Linked DNA regions of Mus musculus: all the other regions are linked to region 1. The links are chromatin contacts, called in public promoter capture Hi-C maps. All regions are on one chromosome and are shown on one strand. The core of a region is the stretch at or near the end of the contact, and the rest is flanking DNA. Distances in the headings are between cores, read along the strand shown.

Region 1 (3,512 bases), core at 478-2,977:
TAACCCACAATCAGCTAGAGTTACATTTGGTGTTGCCTACCTATAACCCCAGAATTTGGGAGGCTGAGACAGGAAAATGGCCTGGAGTTCTAGGACAACCTAAGCTACATGGTTTCAAGGCGGAGTAGGCTAAAAGTAAGTACTTTCACTAAAAGCAAAACAGAGAACTAGCTTTCCCTTTCAGACAAATATGGCTCATTACACGGCCTCTCCCTCCCTCCTATTCCTTCTCCTTCATGAAGGTATAATTGACAAACAGTAGTTGCTTACATTTACATTATAAAAAATGATGTTTAAAAATATTACTTTTGAGACAGGGTCTCTCTACATAGCCCTGGCTAGCCTGGAACTCACTTGGTATACCAGGCTGGTCTTGAACTTAGAGATTCCCTGCCTCCTGAGTGCTGGGATTAAAGGAACTATCACACCCAACCCAGAATGGTATTTTTAAAAAGACTTTTCAATGTGTGTGTGTGTGTGTGTGTGTGTTTGTGTGTGTGTGTTATGTGTGACACATATATAGGGGCCAGCAGAGAGCAGAAAAAGGCAGTGGATCCCCTAGAGCTAGAATAAAGGGTAGTTATGTGCAGCCTGACTAGGACGCTGAGAACCAAATGTGGGCATCTAGAAGGGAATCAGGTGCTAAGCTATCTCTCCAGCCACCAGAATTATGTTTTGATATAGGTATATATCACGATTAAGTTAACTTTCACTAACATTTGCCTTTTTTGGTAGTGATTAAAATCTACCTTCTTAGAAAAATTTCAAGTGTAAGATATTAACTCTAGTCATCCTGGTGTATCATATATCTCCATTAGGTATTAATCTTACCTGAAACTTTGTACTCTGACCACCTCACACCCCACCCCCGCCAAGCCTGGGCAGAGGTTCATGCATGCTATGAAAGTACTCTGTCACCGAGTTACATTCCTAGAGAGTCAGGACTTCTTCTTTTTTTTTTTGTTTTTTTTGTTTGTTTTTAAAGATTTATTTATTTATTTTATGTAAGTACATCGTAGCTGTCTTCAGACACACCAGAAGAGGAAGTCAGATCTCATTCAGGATGGTTGTGAGCCACCATGTGGTTGCTGGGATTTGAACTCAGGACCTTCTGAAGAACAGCCAGTGCTCTTAACCCCTGAGCCATCTCTCCAGCCCGAGTCAGGACTTCTTAACCACCTAACTTTCTTTGATAAATGATTCATTTACAATGTTTCTTAAAAAAAAAAAAAGCTCAAGTTGCTCTTCTACCCTTAGGAAGAGAAAACAAGAAGCACATACACAAATTAAGGTCCTTAAAAGCAGTGACTAATCTGAAGCTCCGATACTGAACTCCAGGTCTGGGTCTGAAACTTGGATAGTTAGGGTGGTGGTGGTGATGTGTACGAATCCAGGAAAGACTTGATAAAATAATCGTACCTATGCAAGAAATTGAAAAACGTTCTTGCTGATTAGAACCTATCAACTTTTAAAACTTTTTTTTTCAACAAGCCCGGCTGGCAGAACTGCCGGGCACGCTGGTAGAGGCGCACACATTTCTCTACCCAAGTCAAAAAGTCCTCAGCAAACCTAGTTCCGGCTGCCACCGAGCCGGGAAGACAGCGAAGAGCTGGGCAGGCGAGCGCGAAGTAAGAGACCGGTGTCCCCCGGCTGCATTTACGCGAGCTGGCGAGACTTACGTCACGATTCCGACAACCCAGTCATCAGGCCAAGTCTTGCAGCCATCCAAAGCGCGGCGTGCTCACTCCTCGACGACGAGGTTCACTCTCACCGGTTGCCTCGAGTCCCAGCGCCCGTAGCAACCAAGGGTGACGGAAAGCGGAAGTGCTCTCTAGTTCCGCCTCCCTGTTAACCCAGGTCCGGTGAAGAAGCTTGTCAAGTCCAATCATCGCGGCGAGAATATCAATCAGCCAATAAAAGGGAAGCACGGGAGGGCGGGCTAAAAAGGTCGCGTGCGCACGCGCAGACGGCTGCAGGGTCCTTGGTGCTGTGGCGGTGTGGTTGATTAGGGTGCTGCTTTCAATCGTGTGGCCTTTGGGAACCCCGCGTAGCCACTGCCGCCTCCTTCTGTCCTCGCCATGTTCCTCACTCGGTCCGAGTACGACAGGTTCGTACGGCGGGAAGCAGCAGGGTCGAAATTTGGGTGGGCGGGCCTGGGGCCCGCGCCGCGGCCTGGGTTCTGCAGTGTCATGGGGCGCCCGGAGAACCTAAGTCTGGCGGGACCCGGGGAATCTGGTTCCCGAGGCGCCCGGCGAGATTCCCCAAGCTACACTGCAGCGGACCCGTTGCACTTGTCCCGCTGAGTCACCGCTAATCCTGACTCCCCGCGGAAGCGAGAGGCTGGGGCTGCTTGGGGCAGGCGGCGGAGAGGGATCGGGACCTTTAACCTGGAGTAGATTAGGGGGACACCAGCCTTGCGTCCGTCTTTTCAACCTAAGTCTGACTGCTTAGGAAAAAGAAAAGTGAAAGGAGTTTCCTTGAATAGAAGCTACCAGAGACTATTGGATGAGTTTGTAGGAATCCGTCCTGTGCTGTACATTTTAATCTTTTTTGAAGAGCGAAGGCAGTTTTCAGCTATGCTCGGATAAATATATTGCCTACAATCTGGTTTTGTGGGAACTTGAATGTACAGTGGTTCTCAGAAGAGTTTTAATACACTGATTCCATTTGACCAAAGTGTGTGTATGTGAGAGGAGGTTTGAAAGCAAGTTAATTTTAGTGTTGTGTTGAAAGCTAAATGTTTTGTAAAGTCAAAGCTGTGTGGTTGTGTTTATTAAAAGAGCAGACAACCTAAAAACTTTCAAGTCTCGAAAATGCTAACTAATACTGTCATAAATGCTGTAGATACTGTAACTTTCAGTTTCTGTTTTGAGCAGTTTTGCAAACCACTGGGTTCCTTTAAAAGTTAGGGAAAGCAGACATTTTCTTAGTTCCAGGTTACCACTGAGAAATTACTTTTCTTGGCAAGTATGTATTGAGCCTGTCAAAATATATATATGTCATTCCAGGTGCCACAATTTTGACAGGCTCAATACATACTTATATATACACATATATACATACATATTAATCTCCATCCTTTTGCTGACTCAGAAAATATCGGTGAAGTTTTAAAACTATTTCCTGTTGTCAAGTAAAATGGTCGTTAACACTTGGCTTCCAGAGTATTGAAGAGAGTCATCTTTAGGTGATAAAATGTTAAGAAAATTGTGATCCTCATCTGAAAGGCTTTACTGAGCTTTGCCCATTTATTTATATGAACTAGTTGCTTTGTGGATTTTTTTCTTTTGTATTTGCTAAGACTAAATAAAGCCCAGGCCTCTATTTAGCTAATGTTCTTGAGCGTTGGCTGTGTTCAAGAAGCACTGTTTAGGGAGCTGGTTTTACAGCAGTGAGCAGAATCAAGATCTCTACCCTCCTGTTTGCAACAGTAACTGTAATGTGAGACAGAAATGTATTGATGTTACTAGAGGAATCTAAGGCAGCACTGGACGTTCTGATGAGAGGCTGCA
Region 2 (3,625 bases), core at 108-2,607, 650 kb after region 1:
CCTCGCTGCAAGACTGAGTCAATCCTGCTAACGAAACAAGAACTGAGACAAGAGTGCAGTGAGGAGGCGCCAGGTGAGCTCCCCAGCACAGCCAAGCCAGCACCGACCCTGCCGCAGAAAGAAGCCCAGGGCCCAGAGCATTCTAATTATGCCCAACGCACAGGTGGCTGACACCTTCGACTCCTGACTTCCTGCTGGGAAAAATTTCCAGGCCTTCTGTACACCTCTTTTGCCCTGGCACTCCACGCCACCCTCAACCCTCCCGGCCCACCCGACACACTCACTGGCCAATTTCTGTCGGGATTGGAGAGCTTAACGAAGAGCACGAGGCCGACATTGAAGTAATTACTTCAGTAATTCCGCTGGCCCGGGGGGCAGCGGCAGAAGCACCGAGTTAGTGCTTAGTCGACACAGGTAAAAAGGAGTCATTTTTTTAAAAAATGGTGAACTTGGACAGGCTTCTGGTATTACTTTTCTCCTCTCCCCTAGAGTTCTTGCCCAACAGCTCCCTAGGGATAGGCAGGAGGTTGGGGTAGGTTAAAGATCGATTGTGGCGGGCTCGCCCGGCTATTAAAACAAAACAAAAAAAACAAAACCTGAAAAGGAAAAAAAGAGGGCGGCCCTAGCCCGACCCGTCCCAAACCAGCCCCAAGCTTCACTTCTCCCTCCGCCAACTTTCCCCCTCCCCCAAATCCGCGGGTCTCAGGAGGGAGGGAAAGGGGGTGCATCCACGGTATCCGACACCCCGCTCTGGCGAACTTACCCCCGACACGCGGCCTAGAGGATGCGTACCTTAAAGTAGATCTCGTCCACCACCTCGTGGTAGGTCTTGAGCTCGTAGAGCTGCACTTTGAAGTAAGGCGACGACAGGATGTTGGTGAGGATCATGGGGTTGAGGTTCATGGTCTTCTCGTTGCCCCACAGCGGCAGCACATTGCCCTGCTTGCCCGACACCGCCGGCTTGGTGGCGCCGCCGCCGCCGCCACATTGCTGCTGCTGCTGGGTCACGGCCGCGGCCGCCTGGTGCTGCGGTTGCGAGTTGCCGGTCAGCGCGGGGCTGTTGTTGGCCATGGTGCCGCGGCAGGAAGGAAGGAGGGCGGGCGGGAGGAGGGAGGCCAAGCTCGATCGCGCTCTTCGGGACAACGGTCCCGGACCTACTCCATGGAAGGCCGTCGGGGCAAGGAGCCCGCCGCGTTGTGCCCCAGCCGAGCGGGAAACTGCAACTGGGACGCCGACACACGGGAGCCCGGGCCCGAGACGGACGCCAAAAACGAGGCGGGGAGAACTCCGGACGCAAAGCAGAACGGGCAGCAGAGGAGCTCGATCTCTTCCGCCAACTGCCCCTGGGAACAAGATGGCGGGGCCAGCGGAAGTGACGCCATACGCCCGGGCGTTCGAGCTAAGGCCGTGGCCAATCAGAGCCGCCCGTGTGTGCAGGCTATTCCTCTTCCTGGTTGCGCGAGGTCGTTGCGTGTTGGCTCGGCTCCGGTGGTCTGTGTGCCGGGCTGGTGGCTTCCTCCTGGGACTTTGGCCCAGGGGGAAGGGGGTCTGGACACAGTTGCTATGTTTTAGAGTTTGCATCCGTTGCTTGATTTTTCTCGAGGCAGGAAGAGGGTCTCGTGACACTTGTGTTCTGGACGGATGCGTGACTGCTCCTGCGGAGCGGTCGAAGTCTCATGAGTTAATTTTGTTAGATTCTCCAGAAAGGACTAGAGTCAGGGAATTGACTCCGATAGAGTCCTTGAGGCTTTCGCAGAGGTAATAGTGTCCTACCGGAAGTCGTAGACGGCCCCAAATTTTTTTTCTCCTAAGATTAGGATAATATTTTAACTGGGTTGTGAGCTTTAAAGAAAGTACTCTCAACTGGGTGTGGTGGCGCCCGCTTTATTTCCAGTGCTGGGGAGGAAGGGGCAGACGGGTCTGTGATTCTGAAGCCAAGTTCCATAGACATCCAATCTCAAAATAACAAAAAACATAAAATCTGCTACCCTACGTGGAGTGCTTCCATTGACTCACCTTTTTTTTTTTTTTTTTTTTTTTTTTAATTTTCAATTAGGGTCTCACACTATAGCTGAGGCTAGCATGTAGCTCAGGCTGGCCTCAAACACAAGACAATCTTTACGCCACAGCCTTCGAGATACTGGGATTTTGGGTCCTGAGCTACCACATGTAGTGAGATGCTAGTTCTATGGTACCGCTGCACTGGGCTAGGCCTTAGAAAAGGGAGTGAGGAATGGAGATGGAGAAAAGGTGGGAAAGTAATCAGGGTATCTGTTCTCAAAGGTACTAATAATTTAAGATTAATAGTGTTTGAGAGTTAAGAGGCTGCTGGAGCCTTTGACCATCATCTACTATTTACCATCTAATAAGCCTGATTTGAGCAAAGAATGGCTTAAGCATAGAAAGCAAAATCAGGCTTAGAGATGGAAAATAGCACAGTTGGCAAGAAGCTGGGAGCTGTGCTTCGTGGGGAGTAGTGGCAATAAAATGTCTGTAATGTGTGGATGAAACATTAGGAACTTAATGCTTACCAAAGGCTACCCCACATCCTTATAGTGTGTGTGTATTTAAATCAGGCTAGGTTGGTTTTGATGGCTACGTCTGAAAGGAAATTTACATTCCAGAGACTGAGGCAGAACAATCAAGAGGCCAAGACTAGACTGGTATAATAATCTGACTTAAAAAAAAATCAGGCTATTGGTGTAGTTTAATGGTAGACGAGGTGCCTAGCTAGCATGGGCAACGTTGGTTTAATCCCAACAGAAACGTGTTTTCCTGTGCTCATTCATGGATATGAGCATTAGGGGCTGAGGATGTTCCTCAAAGGTAGAGACTTCATTAGCAAGCAAGAGTTTCAGCCCTATCACTGGAAAAAAGAAAAATAGTTCATATGCATAATTTTAAATATGACCTTGACGTCTACTTTGTATTGCTTGCATTATTTCTGGCTTCAGTCCATTCTTCAGCAATGGCCAGAATAATTCCATTAGTGCTCCTCTGCTCCTGAATGCCATGAGGTGAGCAGCCTGCCGTGCGAATCGCCAAACTCCAATCGTTGGTCGCATACTGTCGTCCTTTCCTGGAAACTTTTGGGTTCGGAAGTTTCCGAGCAGATCTTAGTTTCAGCAGCACATACAGAGACTGAAACGGGAGACTGAGGGGGGGGGGGGGGCACTGGGGGGGGGAGGGATGGGCAATGAGTAGAAACCAGTTCACCCTGATGCTGACTCCTGTTGATCAGTCCTCAGAGGGAAGTCAGTTCCATATGCAGTCCTGCATAGGAATCGAAAATCAGCATTTTGCAAGTGACGAAGGGCTCCTTGCTGAAGTATCCAGGTTCTTGTATCCTACCTCCAAGAATCTGACCATTGACACGTGGTTGAAATAGAAATAGAATATTAGAAAGGGCAAGCCCTTTCTCTTAATGGGAGTGGACTGGTGAGCTGAGAGAAAGTTCCCAAATTGCTCGGCCATGAGTGACTGTGACACTTTGTAGGACAATTACATACTAGCTGTCATTTTGGGGTTCTATTTGACTGACTTTTGTCACACATGCTCCTTTTGCTGTTCCCTTGGTGGGGGAGGGGAAGGGATTCCAATCTCTCTTTGCCAACTGACAGCTGCT
Region 3 (3,691 bases), core at 536-3,035, 770 kb after region 1:
TGTCTAGGCCTCAGAGTAAGGCTGTCACTTGACCCCCGCATGGTGTTCAGGATTTCCATTGCAAGAGCTAGGAAGTTTTACACACATACACACGCGCGCGCGCGCGCGCGCGCGCGCGTGTGTGTGTGTGTATGTATGTATGCATGTAGTTTTTTCCTCTCCACAGTTCATTGTTCTCTGACAGCAGTGTTAAAATGGTTGTATAATCAATTAGCTGAATGTCTACAGGTTTGTCATCACAGTTAAATATTGAAAATTATCCTCAGTGGATTTTTAAAAATAAATTTGAGGATCAATAGTGCCGCGTACATCTGTTCATTTAGGCAATTTGGCGTTTCCTGGCTTCCACGGGATTCATTATTGCCAGAGAGGGCAGTTTTCTGGCTTCCGTCCCACAACCCATTGACATTTTTTCCTTTACATTATTAATGGAACAGCAGATAAAAAGAATATTTTTTAGGGTAAAAATGAAGTTTACGTAGACAAAACATATATTGACGACTAGCCCCTTCTCCTTGACTTTAAGAACTTAAAAGTTCATTCCAAAACTTCTTTCATGTATCTTGTTTTTCTGTAGAGAAAAATATCTAAGAGCAAATCTATCAATGTGTAACCTGCCCTTAAATTACTCAAGGAATCCTGCCATACATGGCTGCGTTCTGTCACCTGCTGTCAGATTCTTTCCCAGTGTCTAGGTGCTCATTTTAAAAGGACATGGAGGATAAGGTCTGGGCTCTCTTGATTCTAAGTCTTTCACTGAGACCCACTAGTGGCCACTTGAAGATGGGTAATTGAGAATATAAGCACATTAACTGGAGACATAGCTCTAAGGCAAGCCAAAGACTACATAGTCTCGTCTGCCAGGAACGCTTGACTCAAGACAAGCCCGACCAGGCGTATCCCAAGCTCTATCGTGGCCACCCTAAGTCCCAGTAAAGTCTCAGTAATTACGTCAACCACAGGCGGTTCCGAGTGGGAGCTCTTGGACTGTAACAGTTTGGGTCATTTTCGCTTCTCTAAGGTTTACGGTCTACTTTGGATTTTGCAAATATGGGAAATGTCTTTGGACAAACCAGAAGCATCCTTTCTGTGTCTCCACCGTTCCTGAAGAACTGGGGGGAAAGCAGACTCAGGGGCCACCTGAAGATAGGCGCGCGGGACAACCAGCCCAGCCCACTGCGAAGCACTTGGTGCCGTTTGTTCGATGCTCTGGCTGATTTCAGACTCGTCTCTGGAGGACGATGAGCTCACCGAGCTGGCAGCTCGACAGAGCAAAGGGGCCAAGCATAGAAAGGGATGCTGGCCGTGCAAGAAGCCCCTGCCTGCGGGCAGCCGCGGGAGAGCAGCTCCCGAGGCTCCTTACCTGGAGGACTCGGCGGTGAAGCTGCCGCCGTCCAGCAGCCGCATCTTGCAGAAGAGGACCCCGTTGACGAAGGGCACCGAGGAGAGCTCCTCGAGCTCGAAGTCCACCTTAAACTTAAACTTCTTCTTCTTCATCATCGTGAGGGCCAGGCGCCGGCGAGCGGGCTGCGCGGACGGGCGCCGCCGCCTCAGCTCGGCCGAGCCTCGGATCCGCCCAGCCCCATGGCCCGGGCCGCGAGCGGCGCGTGGGGGCGCAGCCGGGGGGCGCCGCGAGTCGGCGGGAGCCGGGGCCGCCTGTCGCGGCAGCCCGGGCCTGAGAGCACCGGCGGCTGCAGCGCGGACCCCGGCCGCCCGCGAGGAGCGGTCGCCTTGCAGCTCGCCCGGGGAGTGGGCGCCCTTTCCGTACCGCCGCCGCCGCCCGTCTGATCGCGAGCAGAGAGAGAGGCGCCGCTAGGAGAACGGTCGCTGCCGCCTCCCTGCCCGGGGCGCCCCCAGCGGCCGCAGCCGGAAGCGCACCCAGCGCGGAAGCGGGCGGTCCGCGGAGGGCGGAGGAGCTCCGGGCGGGCGCGCGCCCCGCCGGGGAAGCTGGGCAAGCTAACACGCGACAGCAGCGAGCTCGGCACGCCTCCCCGGGGTTAAAAAAAGACAAACCCAGCCGAAAAAGCTTCCTTGTGCAGCTTCCTCTGCGCCTTTCCTTTCTGGGTTTGCACCGCCCCCCTTTCTTCCCCTCCCCCTCCAGTGATTTCACGGCCTCTGGGTTTGAAGATAAATAGAGACAAATAGAATCCCAAACCTAAAAATCTTCTGTAGGGTCTCTAAACCCCACTAGCTCTTAAACATTAGATGAAAGTCAGCTAGGAGAAAGGAAAAGATTAAAATTTGCTGTGGCCACACCAAGTGCCCAAGCAAGGGGCTGTGCCTTGTGTTTCCCGTCATTGATGGCTTGTTTATTTAATTTCTGTCACCCAGGAAAGAAAAAGGACCAGAGGAGTTAAAATACTTTCCCCTTTAAAATCTGTACATACTGTGAACACATGAAGTCAGATTCTAAAGGCATACTTAAAAAATTCTTTTTAGATGAATATCAATTGTCCCCCCCCCCCCCACACAGTATCTACTGTTAAAACGTATGTTATCAATTTAATTGCGTACTGTTTTTGAGGGGTGGTGGTGTTTTTAGGTACTGTTGTTTGGTTTGGTTTGTAGTCAAGGTCTCTAGCTCAGGCTGGCTTCAAACTCCCCATGTAATCAAGGATGATGTTGAACTTGTGATCCCCATGTCAGGGTGATAGGGATGTGCCGCCATGTCATGTTTATGCAGTTCTAGGAATCGAACCCAGGACTTTCATGCATGCTAGCAAGCTACCTCACAACTGAGCTACATCCCCAGCCTGGCATCTGGCCTTTTTAATTTTTGAAAAGGTGTAGTTCAAAAGAATCCTCTTTGTAGATCATTCCTTTACGTTTTTTAAAAATTCAATTGATGTGTCTGGGTCTCTTGCCTGTGTTACAGGCCTGTGAACTACATGTGTGTCTGGTAATTGCAAAGACCATAAAGTGTGTCTGATACTCTTAAACGGGACAGTCGTGAGCTGCCCTGTGGATTTGAGAAGTGAACCAAGTCCCTTTGGAGCTGCTGGGCCATCTCTCCAGCCCATTTATTTATTTATTCATATAAAATATTTTAATTGCCTAAACCACCAGTTACTGGCTAGATAGATTCCATGACCAAAACCCAAAACCTGCTTGTAATAATTTTAAAGTCCTGGCCTGGCCAAGATGGATCAGTGTTAAAGGAACTTGCAGGACATGAGTTTCATCCCTGGAATTCACATGGCAGAAAGAAGCAACTAGCTAATCCCGCAGATTGGCCTCTGACCTCCATCCATAGGTTCACTGTAAGGCATGCACACCTACAAATACACTTGCATTATATAAATAAATAAATAAATAAATGTATTTTTTTAGACCTTTTAAAGACAAAACTGGACTGCAGAGAAATGTCGGTGGGTAAAGAGCCTCAGTGCAAGCCGGACCTCAGGAGCGTCCACAGTGTGACTTCAATCCTGAGAAGCCATGGAAAAGTGGAAAGAGAACCAGCTTCACAAAGTTGTCCTCTGAGGCCCGAACACCACCATGGCATGCATGCTTTCACACACACACACACACCCACACACACACACACACACACACACACACACACATACACACACCTCTCACACCCCGCACAAGAATAACACTACATAACAATTTAAAAAAGGCAAAACCTAAGACAGAAAAAAGTCCTAAATTTAAACGAAGTACAACTTGGAATAAGAAGTGATGAACT

What was found. Promoter capture Hi-C pulls out the DNA fragments that hold promoters and counts their contacts.
Region 2: a contact with region 1 is called in a promoter capture Hi-C map of pre-B cells, with 2.7 times the contacts expected there. The contact joins the promoter of Prpf38b here to the promoter of Psma5 in region 1. A contact is called at or near these places in 3 of 39 promoter capture datasets (the C10 cell line, cranial neural crest and pre-B cells) and 1 of 115 datasets of contacts at active chromatin or transcription factors (memory CD8 T cells).
Region 3: a promoter capture Hi-C map of pre-B cells shows a contact between it and region 1, with 4 times the contacts expected there. The contact joins the promoter of Fam102b here to the promoter of Psma5 in region 1. A contact is called at or near these places in 2 of 39 promoter capture datasets (cranial neural crest and pre-B cells).

The regions. Positions count from the first base shown.
Region 1 is chr3:108,255,199-108,258,710 of GRCm38.p6, forward strand. Psma5 (proteasome subunit alpha 5) reads left to right here and starts at 1,728. Exons shown (of 9, transcript NM_011967.3): 1 at 1,728-2,107. The coding sequence starts at 2,079.
Region 2 is chr3:108,910,372-108,913,996 of GRCm38.p6, forward strand. Prpf38b (PRP38 pre-mRNA processing factor 38 (yeast) domain containing B) reads right to left here and starts at 1,358. Exons shown (of 6, transcript NM_025845.3): 1 at 793-1,358. The coding sequence starts at 1,071.
Region 3 is chr3:109,025,822-109,029,512 of GRCm38.p6, forward strand. It overlaps Fam102b (family with sequence similarity 102, member B), which reads right to left and starts at 1,786. Exons shown (of 11, transcript NM_001163567.1): 1 at 1,364-1,786. The coding sequence starts at 1,500.